Regions from separate parts of the Ovis aries genome. Here region 2 is linked to region 1. The links are chromatin contacts, called in public Hi-C maps. All regions are on one chromosome and are shown on one strand. The core of a region is the stretch at or near the end of the contact, and the rest is flanking DNA. Distances in the headings are between cores, read along the strand shown.

Region 1 (4,965 bases), core at 1,207-3,706:
GTCAAAGTTATGGTTTTTCCAGTAGTCATGTATAGATGTGAGAGTTGGACCATAAAGAAGGCCGAGTGCCAAAGAATTGATGATTTCAAACTGTGGTGCTGGAGAAGACTCCTGAAAGTCTTTGGACAACAAGGAGATCAAAGTGGTCAACCCTAAAGGAAATCAACCCTGAATATTCACTGGAAGGACTGATACTGAAGCTGAAGCCCCAATACTCTGGCCGTCTGATGCAAAGAGCCAACTGATTGGAAAAGACCCTGATGCTGGGACAGATTGAGGACAGAAGAAGGGAGTGATGGCATCACCAACTCAATGGACATGAGTTTGAGCCAACTCCAGGAGATAATGAGGGGCAGGGAAGCCTGGCATGCTGCAGTCCATGAGGTTGCAAAGAGTTGGACATGAGTGAGTGGCTGAACAGCAACAACAAATATTTTAGAAAGATAGTGACAACAATAAGAGTAGTCATAGTTAACTTTATTAGGGGTTAACCTGTACTCCATCTAAATACTTTGCATCTAGGGTCTCATTTGATCTTTAGTACCCAAGGAGGTCTGGGCTACTATTATTCTCCCCATTTTACAGACTTATAAGTGAAAACAGGCTTATAGAGGTGGTGACTTGCCTAAGGCCCCACAGTTGCTTCAGAAGGAAGCCTCTGAGATGATCACTATCAATAGTCTTTACAAGTGTGAACACCTGATATGTTATCAGAGAACAGTCCAGGTGGGAAAGAAGTAGGATTTCAACATGGCCAGGAGAAATAGGAGATCACAACTGATTCCCTTTAAGGGTAGGGTCTTGAGAGGCAGGTTTGCAACTCCCAGCTCCCTTCAGGTGCGGCTTCAAGGTGAGTGACTTCCTCTGGCCATAAGGCCCAGTTTTGCCCATCTGGAGAATGGGTATATTAGTGGACCCAACCTCACCAAGCAGTTTTGGAGATTCCGGTGAAATCAGGCATACGCATTTGTCAAAAACCAGCAGGCGTCACTAATGGTTTGTGCATTTTGTGAAAAAGGACTGTGTACAGGGAATTCACTGGTGGTCTAGTGGTTATGATTCAGCACTTTCATTGCCCAAAATGTGGGTTCAAGCCCTAGTCAGGGAACTAAGATCCCACAAGCCAGTCAGTATGGCCCCAAAATAAAAAAATAAATAAAGAGGATTGCATACAAATATTGAACTGTGATTAATAAATGCATCCTTAATTGTTTGGAAAGGGCGCTGATATTTGCAACTTACTTTGACATGTATCCAAAGAAGGTGAATGGGTAGATGGCTAGAGAAAGATAAATGTATAGAGATTGTATATAGAAGTATGGTGAAATAACTCTAGACTCTAGGTCTGGGCTATTTGGGTGTTCACTGTAAAATCCTCTAAACTTTTTTGTATCTTGAAAATGTTCATAATAAAAAGAGGAAAATATTTGGTGAAAGTAAAAGCCTTAAACTGAATTACCATTTAAAATAGATAACTGCAAATTACCTACCTGGGGGAAGTGGATTACAATCTTCAGTTCAGTTCAGTCGCTCAGTTGTGTCCGACTCTTTGTGACCCCATGAATCTCAGCATGCCAGGCCTCCCTGTCCATCATCAGCTTCCGGAGTTCACCCAAACTCATGCGCATCGAGTCGGTGATGCCATCCAGCCATCTCATTCTCTGTCGTCCCCTTCTCCTCCTGCCCCCAATCCCTCCCAGCATCAAGGTCTTTTCTAATGAGTCAACTCTTCGCCTGAGGTGGCCAAAATATTGGAATTTCAGCCTCAGCATCAGTCCCTCCAATGAACACCCAGGACCGGTCTCCTTTAAGATGGACTGGTTGGATCTCCTTGCAGTCCTAGGGACTCCCAAGAGTCTTCTCTAGCACCACCGTTCAAACGCATCGATTCTGCCATTAATCGACACGTGTGGGGCTCTGAACTGAGAACCTTTATTCTGAAAATTATTAACATCATTCAATCACTCCATTTTATTTAAATCTTAACCAATCACGTGAGGGATCTGTATTTTACTTCGACATCGAGGAATTGGCAACGAGGGAAAAAAAAAAAAACGGAATTTAGGGCGGTAGGAGCTAAACAGATTTACACGATAAGCCCCCCGCGGATTACCTGGCACTTTCTAGATGATTTGGCTCCAGGGACTTTTGTGGTTTAGAGCCCCCAATCCTAGCCTTTCTAGGAGGAAAAACAAACCTCCTTCCAACGCCCAGCCCCTGCGGACCCTCCACACCCCACCCGGACCCTGCCCCTGCCCCTGCCCCTAAATACAAACTGTTACTTTGCCTTCCCTCGGGGTGCCTTGGGCCCACCCACCCCGGCCCTAAGTCCCGCCCACCCCGGCCCTAAGTCCCGCCCTATAAGCGCGAGAGCCAATCGCCAGCGGTGCGCTCCTCTCCGGCTCTCTCAGGCCTCGCCCCAGGATTCTTAGTCCCGCCAGCTTCCGCCAAAGCCACTCAGAGCCACGCGGCGCGCTCGGGAGGTTTGGTATAGGCTAGCAGCTGTTTACTCCCGGGGTCTCGGGCCACCGCCTTCGGCATCCCGGGGCTCGAATCTCCCCTCTTGGACCCAAGAACCTGGCTCCCTTCTTCCCGGAGCTCCGTCTTCTGGCCCCCAGACTCAGACTCCCCAGCCCTCTGTTTCCAGGACCCCGCCAGTCGCCAGGTTCCCGCCTCCCGGATCCAGGCGTCCCGGATCTGAGCCACCAGGACCTAGCCTCTTGAAGACCGCCGCCCCCCGGACGTCTTCAACCCTTCCGGAGCCGAGGACCCCAGGGTCCCACTTCGAGAAACTCCCGTATTCCTAACCCCTACGGTCAAGAACGCCAGCGCTCCCACCTCCCAGCTTTCAGCGCCGGGCACAGACTGAGAACAGAGGAACCCCAGCGCCCAGCCAAGGGACTCTCAAACATTTCAGCTTCTAAGAGCCAAGGAACTTGAGCGCTGTGAACTCACAACTGCAAAGAATTCTTGAAAGTTCTGGCCTCCGGACTCTGTTAAAGTTTTAAGGAACGTCAGCGTCCTGAGAAGGAACCCCAAGCGCTCCCAGCTTGCAGGCGCTAAGGAACCCCAGGGGCGTTCATCATGGTGGCCGATCCGCCTAAGGGAGACCCCAAAGGGTACGCGGCGGCGGAACCCACCGCCAACGGTGTCTCGACGTTGGTCCCCATAGAGGACGTAGGCTCGGTAAAAGGCGGCCGTTGCTGTTCCAGGGATCAGGTGCGTCGCTGCCTTCGCGCCAACCTGCTGGTGCTGCTGACGGTGGTGGCCGTGGTGGCCGGCGTGGCACTGGGCCTGGGGGTCTCGGGAGCCGGCGGCGCGCTCGCCCTGGGCCCCGCGCGCCTAGAAGCCTTCTCCTTTCCGGGAGAGCTGCTGCTCCGCCTGTTAAAGATGATCATCTTACCGCTGGTGGTGTGCAGCCTGATCGGCGGCGCCGCCAGCCTGGATCCGAGCGCGCTCGGCCGCCTGGGCGCCTGGGCGCTGCTCTTTTTCCTTGTCACCACACTGCTAGCGTCGGCGCTCGGCGTGGGCTTGGCGCTCGCGCTGCAGCCGGGCGCCGCCTTCGCCGCCATCAACACCTCGGTCGCGGCCATGGGCCCGGTGGAAGAGGCCCCCACCAAGGAGGTGCTCGATTCGTTCCTGGATCTTGTGAGGTCAGAGCCCGCCCTATCTGGTGGAGGGGTGGGGGATAGGGGTGCTTCAGCTTGGTGGGAAGGAGAGTCGCCACGTGGATGGAAGAGGGGTTGGGGTCCTGGGGTGGGGGGCCGGGACATCTCCAGGGCCTCAGGAAAACGGGGTGGGATAGTTGGGGGGGCTCTGGGGAGGGTCAGGATAAGGAGGGTGAGGACGCACTCCTGGAGGTTTCTAAATATGAGGGCTTGAGTACATAAAGGGGACCCCACAGGACAGTGATAGGCATGAAAGTCTTAGCAGTGATGCTTGGCAGCCGGGGTGGTGGGGAGGATGTGTTGATTGGGGGGCCTAGGAGGGTCTCTGCTGTTAAAGGGGAGGATGCTGAGGGGATATTGGAAGGGAATCTTTGGGTGTTGGAGGGCCCCAGGATGAGATTTCTGGATAAAGATTTAAGTCCCTTGTCTGGATAAAAGTTTGGGGAGCTCTGCATCAGGGAGCCCTGAAGGACTTGAGATTGGAGGGGACCCTCCCCCAACCAGGCCCTCTTCCCATGTGGTTCCCCCACCATGTGTCACCCAGACAAAGCCAGGTCCTTTTCTGAGCCTCTCTTCCACGCTTAGTTCATCTGTGCTGGACCATGCATGCTGCCACCTGTGCAGCCTTACCATCCCATTTCCTGTTCTGTCTGGCCCCGGCTGCCCTCCGCTGGCACTAGGCTGCCCAGAGAGGGGGCAGATTCTTTTCCTTCGGGCTTTTGCTCCCTGCTCCTCAAGAATAGCTCTTCTCCCTTTTAAGGAGGGCAGACGGGCTGGGTCCACACGGCCTTGCCTCTGAGGGCTGCTGATTCAGTATCTCCAGGTTGGTTGGGGACTTCCCGGAAGTGGCAGAAGGAAATGACGAGTCACGGAACAGTGTTCCCCCCTGGCCTCTTGGCATCAACGCAGGCTGATATTGGGGGAAGGCTGGGTGTCCAGAAGTTAACGTGGGTGGGCACCTCCTGGCTCAGACAGATAGCTGCATCCTGACCCAGCCCTGGCTGGCCTGGCTGAATACAGGCTGACCTGCAGACAGACAGCCACCTGAAGGCTGTTTTTATGTGTACAAGCTTTGCTCTTGTGCCAGATCCACGTAACGCACTTGGCCAGTCACTCGACAACTGACCTGGAACATCTCAGAACCACCCAGCTTTATAAGCAGCTGACACACAGCTGGACACAGGCACACAGACACGCGGCTGTGCCATCTTACTGACACGTGGGCTTATACCGTCACACCCACTGGGTACTCCCACCTTTTTAGCACAAACAGCCACTCACTGATGCTGCCGATCAC
Region 2 (4,965 bases), core at 1,136-3,635, 46 kb before region 1:
GGGCGGCGGGCGCTGCCCGGATCCCGTCTGTTAGGGTGCGGGGCCCTCAGCCTGGGGGAGGGGACACTGTCTTTCTCTGCCCACATTGGTGTTTCCTCCGGTGTCTGTTCCCTTCACTTTCCCTCTGCCTTGTTTCTTTATTTACTTATTTATTTTGCCTGCACTGGGCCTTAGTCGCAGTGCTTGGGATCCTCGATCTTCATTGCAGCATGCAGGATCCCTAGTTGTGGTGTGTGGCTTCTGATTCCCTGACCAGGGATCGAACCCGGGCCCCCTGCCTTGGGAGCATGGCATCTTAGCCACTGGACCAGGGAAGTCCCCTCTGCCTCATTTTTGTGCCACCTCTTTCTGATGCCTCTGCGTGTGGGTGTGTATGTGTGTGTGTGTGTGTGTCCTTGCTCATCTTGCAGCACCTCTGTCTTCTCCTAGGTCTTAAATGAATATTTCCATAACGTCTGTGAACTGGACCTGGTGTTCAACTTCTATAAGGTGGGCTCCTGGGGAAGATGAGGAGGAGGGAGCCAGAGGAGGGGGTCAGTAGGGGGCCAGAAGCCCGCAGCCACCCTGGTGCCTCCGCTGGGGTCTGTTTGCTGGTTCTTGGGCATCAGAACTCCCCAGCTCCCCGGGGGTCCCCCCCACTGCTCACCCCAGGGTCTCCCCATGCCCTCCCTTCCCTCAGGTTTACACGGTCGTGGATGAGATGTTCCTGGCCGGCGAGATCCGTGAGACCAGCCAGACGAAGGTGCTCAAACAGTTGCTGATGTTGCAGTCCCTGGAGTGAGGGCGGCCGTGCCCTCCTGCCCCAGTCCCTCCCCGGACTAGCCTGCTCGCTTCCCCTTTCTGGCCCGGGGTCCGCCCCAGCGGCCCCCTCCCTCAGCTGGCCAGGAGGAAGGCACCCAGCTGGGTCTGGGCGGAGGGGAGGAGGCCACATCCCACGGCCTCGGGGCCCCAGCTGTGGGCGGAGGCTGCCTCGAGTGTACCGTGTAACCGTGCCGTCCTCGTGTGATGCCGTGAGCGTGCGCGTGGAGCCCCCAATAAACCTGTGGTCCCCGCCTGGCCTTGTGTCCTTGCGCCTCTGCCTGTCCTGCCTGGGAACCGCGGGCAGCTCCAGGGGCCCTGCCGTTGGTACGTCAGGTAGTCAGTCAACAAGCACACCTCGGGCTGAGTGAGGGAGCGGGGTGGGGGGAGCGGGGTTCATACCTGCTGCTGCCCGCAGACGGCCCCGGGGGACTGGGAAGGGTGACAGATTTAGACACTGAGCTCTCGCTCCTAAAATAATGACACTCAGAGCCAACGCCGACATCGCTCAGGCCGTTCTAAGCCGTGACGTGCCTTTGTTAACCCTCAAAAGAGGATGCGGAAGGGATGGTTAGAGGGGCTCACTCAACTCAGACGATCACAGAGCGAGTCTGCAGCTGAACCAGGTTTTTTTCTTTTTTAAAAAAATTCTACTTGTTTATTTTATTTTTGGCTATGCTGGGTCTTCGTGGCTACGCAGGGACTTGCAGCAAGTGGGGGGCACCGGCTTCTCACCGCAGTGGCTTCTCTCGCCATGAGGCTCAGGCTCAGTCCTCATGACAGCGTTAGTTGCCCCACAGCACGTGGCATCTTCCCAGACCAGGGATCGAATTTGTGTCCCCTGCATTGGCAGGTGGATTCTTAACCACTAGACCACCAGGGACGTCCTGAACCAGGATGGTTTTGAGCCCAGGCAGGCGGCTGCAGAATCCTGGTTCTCAGAAACGAGGCCTGAGGTGCAGGCTCCGGGTCCGTGTTCAGTGGCTCCCAGCCGCGGCCGGCCCTCAGGCCTTCACTGTGTGGGGCTGTCCCGGGCGTGGCCGGCCTGCCCGCCCCCGGCTGCCAGGTGCCAGCAGCAAGTGGCCCTCAGCCCTTCTGGCAACAGGAGGCACTCCTGCGCATTTTGTTTGCTTTTGGCCACCTCGCTCAGCTTGCAGGATCCTAGTTCCCCGACCAGGAATTAAACCCGGGCTCATGACAGTGAAAGTGCCAAGTCCTAACCACCGGATCACCAGGGAACTCCCCCGCACCTGTTTCTAGTGCCCTCTGGAGCAGCTGTGCCCCCTCCCCCCATGCCCATTGAGAACAGAGTGGTGGCCGCCAGCTGCAGCCATGGCCGCCAGCCTTGGTAGAGCTGAGAACGGCAGGCTTGCGGCACCCACTCCTACTACTGTGACCCAGCCTCATGTCATTGTCCCACCTGCAGGGGGCAGGCATGTCCCAGCTCAGTCACAAGCACGCTGTACACGCTGCACGCTGTACTCTTGCCTCTGTTTCTTCACCTGGCAAGTGGGTCGACTATAGTTTTTACTCTCATGGAGTGTCCCTGAAGAGTAAATGAATTAATGCTGGGTAGTACCTAGCATCGGTCGGCACGCATTCACTGCACAGACGTTAAGTGCCTTCTGTGTGCACAGCCCTATGAGAGACAAGACGTCTATAAACGTGGATGGTGAACACATAACCATCCTCATTTCACTTGGGACACTGAGGCTTGGGGAGGTGAATTCTTTTTATAGATAAATTGTTCCAGCAGTGTATTTGTTTCCTGTTGCTGCTGTAATGCTATCACGAGCTGAGTGGCTTAAACCAACAGGACTCTGATCACTCGTGAGGTGTGAGAGCATGGGTGGGGGGCAGCCAGCTGTGGCTTGGATCTGCAGCTGGGTGATACAGGGTGGGAGATGAGGTCATTTCCAAGAGCCACAACGGAAGACCCAGCACAGCCTAAATAAGTGAATAATAAAATTAAAAATATTTTCCAGAACATTTCATCACCCCAAAAGAAACCTGTACCCTTAGCTATCACCCCTCAATCCCTCCATCCCCTCCTCCCCCCGCCCCAGCCCTGAGTCAACCTGCTGCTGCTGCTGCTGCTGCTAAGTCGATTCAGTCGTGTCCGACTCTGTGACCCCATACACGGCAGCCCACCAGGCTCCCCCGTCCCTGGGATTCTCAAGTCAAGAACCCTGGAGTGGGTTGCCATTTCCTTCTCCAATACATGAAAGTGAAAAGTGAAAGTGAAGTTGCTCAGTCATGTCTGACTCTTCGCGACCTCATGGACTGCAGCACCCTGGAATCAGAGAAAAAAGCGTGCTCAGGAAGAGTATTCACACGTTAAATGCTGTTGAGGTCACCACAGCTCTATGAGAATGGCTCATTAAATATACCAAGTGCAAAGGAACTTACCTGGTGGTGTGGTGGTTAAGACTCCAAGCTCCCAATGCAGGGGGCTCAGATTCGATCCCTGGTCAGGAAACTAGATCCCACACGCCGCAATTGAAGTGTTTGCATGCTGTAACGAAGACCTGGCATAGTTAAATAAAAAATAGATACTTAAAAAGAATGCAGAGTGTGCCAGGCAAGCTTGCAGAGCAACCAGAACTCTTGTACATTGCTGCTTGGAATGGAAAACAGGGCGGGTTCTCTGGAAGGATCTGGCATGTTCTTATAAAGTTAAACATTACATTTACTTTATGACTCAGCAATCTCCTAATTGTTTGCCCAAGGGAAATAAAAACTGATGTACAAAATTTCTACATGAACCCAAGTTAAATGAAGATGTAGATTCATGCAGAAACTTGTCCGTGAATGTTCATAGCAGCATTCGGTTCAGTTCAGTCGCTTAGTCGTGTCCGACTCTTCGTGACCCCATGAATCGCAGCATGCCAGGCCTCCCTGTCCATCACCAACTCCCGGAGTTCACTCAGACTCACATCCATCGAGTCAGTGATGCCACCCAGCCATCTGATCCTCTGTCGTCCCCTTCTCCTCCTGCCCCCAATCCCTCCCAGCATCAGAGTCTTTTCCAATGAGTCAACTCTTCGCATGAGGTGGCCAAAGTACTGGAGTTTCAGCTTCAGCATCATTCCCTCCAAAGAAATCCCAGGGCTGATCTCCTTCAGAATGAACTGGTTGGATCTCCTTGTAGCCCAAGGGACTCTCAAGAGTCTTCTCCAACACCACAGTTCAAAAGCATCAATTCTTCGGTGCTCAGCTTTCTTCACAGTCCAACTCTCACATCCATATATGACCACAGGAAAAACCATAGCCTTGACTAGACGCATATTTGTTGCCAAAGTAACGTCTCTGCTTTTGAATATGCTATCTAGGTTGGTCATAACTTTCCTTCCAAGGAGTAAGCGTCTTTTAATTTCATGGCTGCAGTCACCATCTGCAGTGATTTTGGAGCCCCAAAAAGTAAAGTCTGACACTGTTTCCACTGTTTCCCCATCTATTTGCCATGAAGTGATGGGACCAGATGCCATGATCTTCGTTTTCTGAATGTTGAACTTTAAGCCAACTTTTTCACTCTCCTCTTTCATTTTCATCAAGAGGCTTTTGAGTTCCTCTTCACTTTCTGCTATAAGGGTGGTGTCATCTGCATATCTGAGGTTATTGATATTTCTCCCGGCAATCTTGATTCCAGCTTGTGCTTCTTCCAGCCCAGCGTTTCTCATGATGTACTCTGCATATAAGTTAAATAAGCAGGGTGACAATACAGCCTTGACGTACTCCTTTTCCTATTTAGAACCAGTCTGTTGTTCCATGCCCAGTTCTAACTGTTGCTTCCTGACCTGCATGTAGGTTTCTCAAGAGGCAGGTCAGGTGGTCTGGTATTCCTGTCTCTTTCAGAATTTTCCACAGCTTATTGTGATCCACCCAGTCAAAGGCTTTGGCACAGTCAATAAAGCGGAAATAGATGTTTTTCTGGAAGTCTCTTGCTTTTTCGATGATTCAGCAGATGTTGGCAATTTGATCTCTGGTTCCCCTGCCTTTTCTAAAACCAGCTTGAACATCTGGAAGTTCACGGTTCACGTATTGCTGAAGCCTGCAGCATTACTCGCCTTAGCCAAAAGATGGAGACGAACCAGAGACTTGTCAACCGATGAAGGGATAAATAAGATATTCTGTGTCTACCTGGATGATTATTAACTGTGTAAAAAG

The links. A called contact is a pair of places that touch in the nucleus more often than the background predicts.
Region 2: a contact with region 1 is called in a Hi-C map of hypothalamus, with 5 times the contacts expected there. The contact joins the enhancer-like site here to the promoter of SLC1A5 in region 1. A contact is called at or near these places in 4 of 16 Hi-C or Micro-C datasets (blood, hypothalamus, mesenteric adipose tissue and 1 more).

Annotation. Positions count from the first base shown.
Region 1 is chr14:53,647,731-53,652,695 of ARS-UI_Ramb_v3.0, reverse strand. It overlaps SLC1A5 (solute carrier family 1 member 5), which reads left to right and starts at 2,456. Exons shown (of 8, transcript XM_027978525.2): 1 at 2,456-3,653. The coding sequence starts at 3,085.
Region 2 is chr14:53,693,886-53,698,850 of ARS-UI_Ramb_v3.0, reverse strand. It overlaps AP2S1 (adaptor related protein complex 2 subunit sigma 1), which reads left to right. Exons shown (of 5, transcript XM_027978526.3): 4 at 430-489; 5 at 680-1,053. The coding sequence ends at 781. Among named protein-coding and RNA genes, the nearest start is that of AP2S1, 11 kb to the left of the region's middle. Within about 2 kb of position 2,385, at least 12 of the 54 cell types and tissues checked have an H3K27ac peak or open chromatin away from gene starts, as enhancers often do. A contact at or near this core is called in hypothalamus, where this site is marked.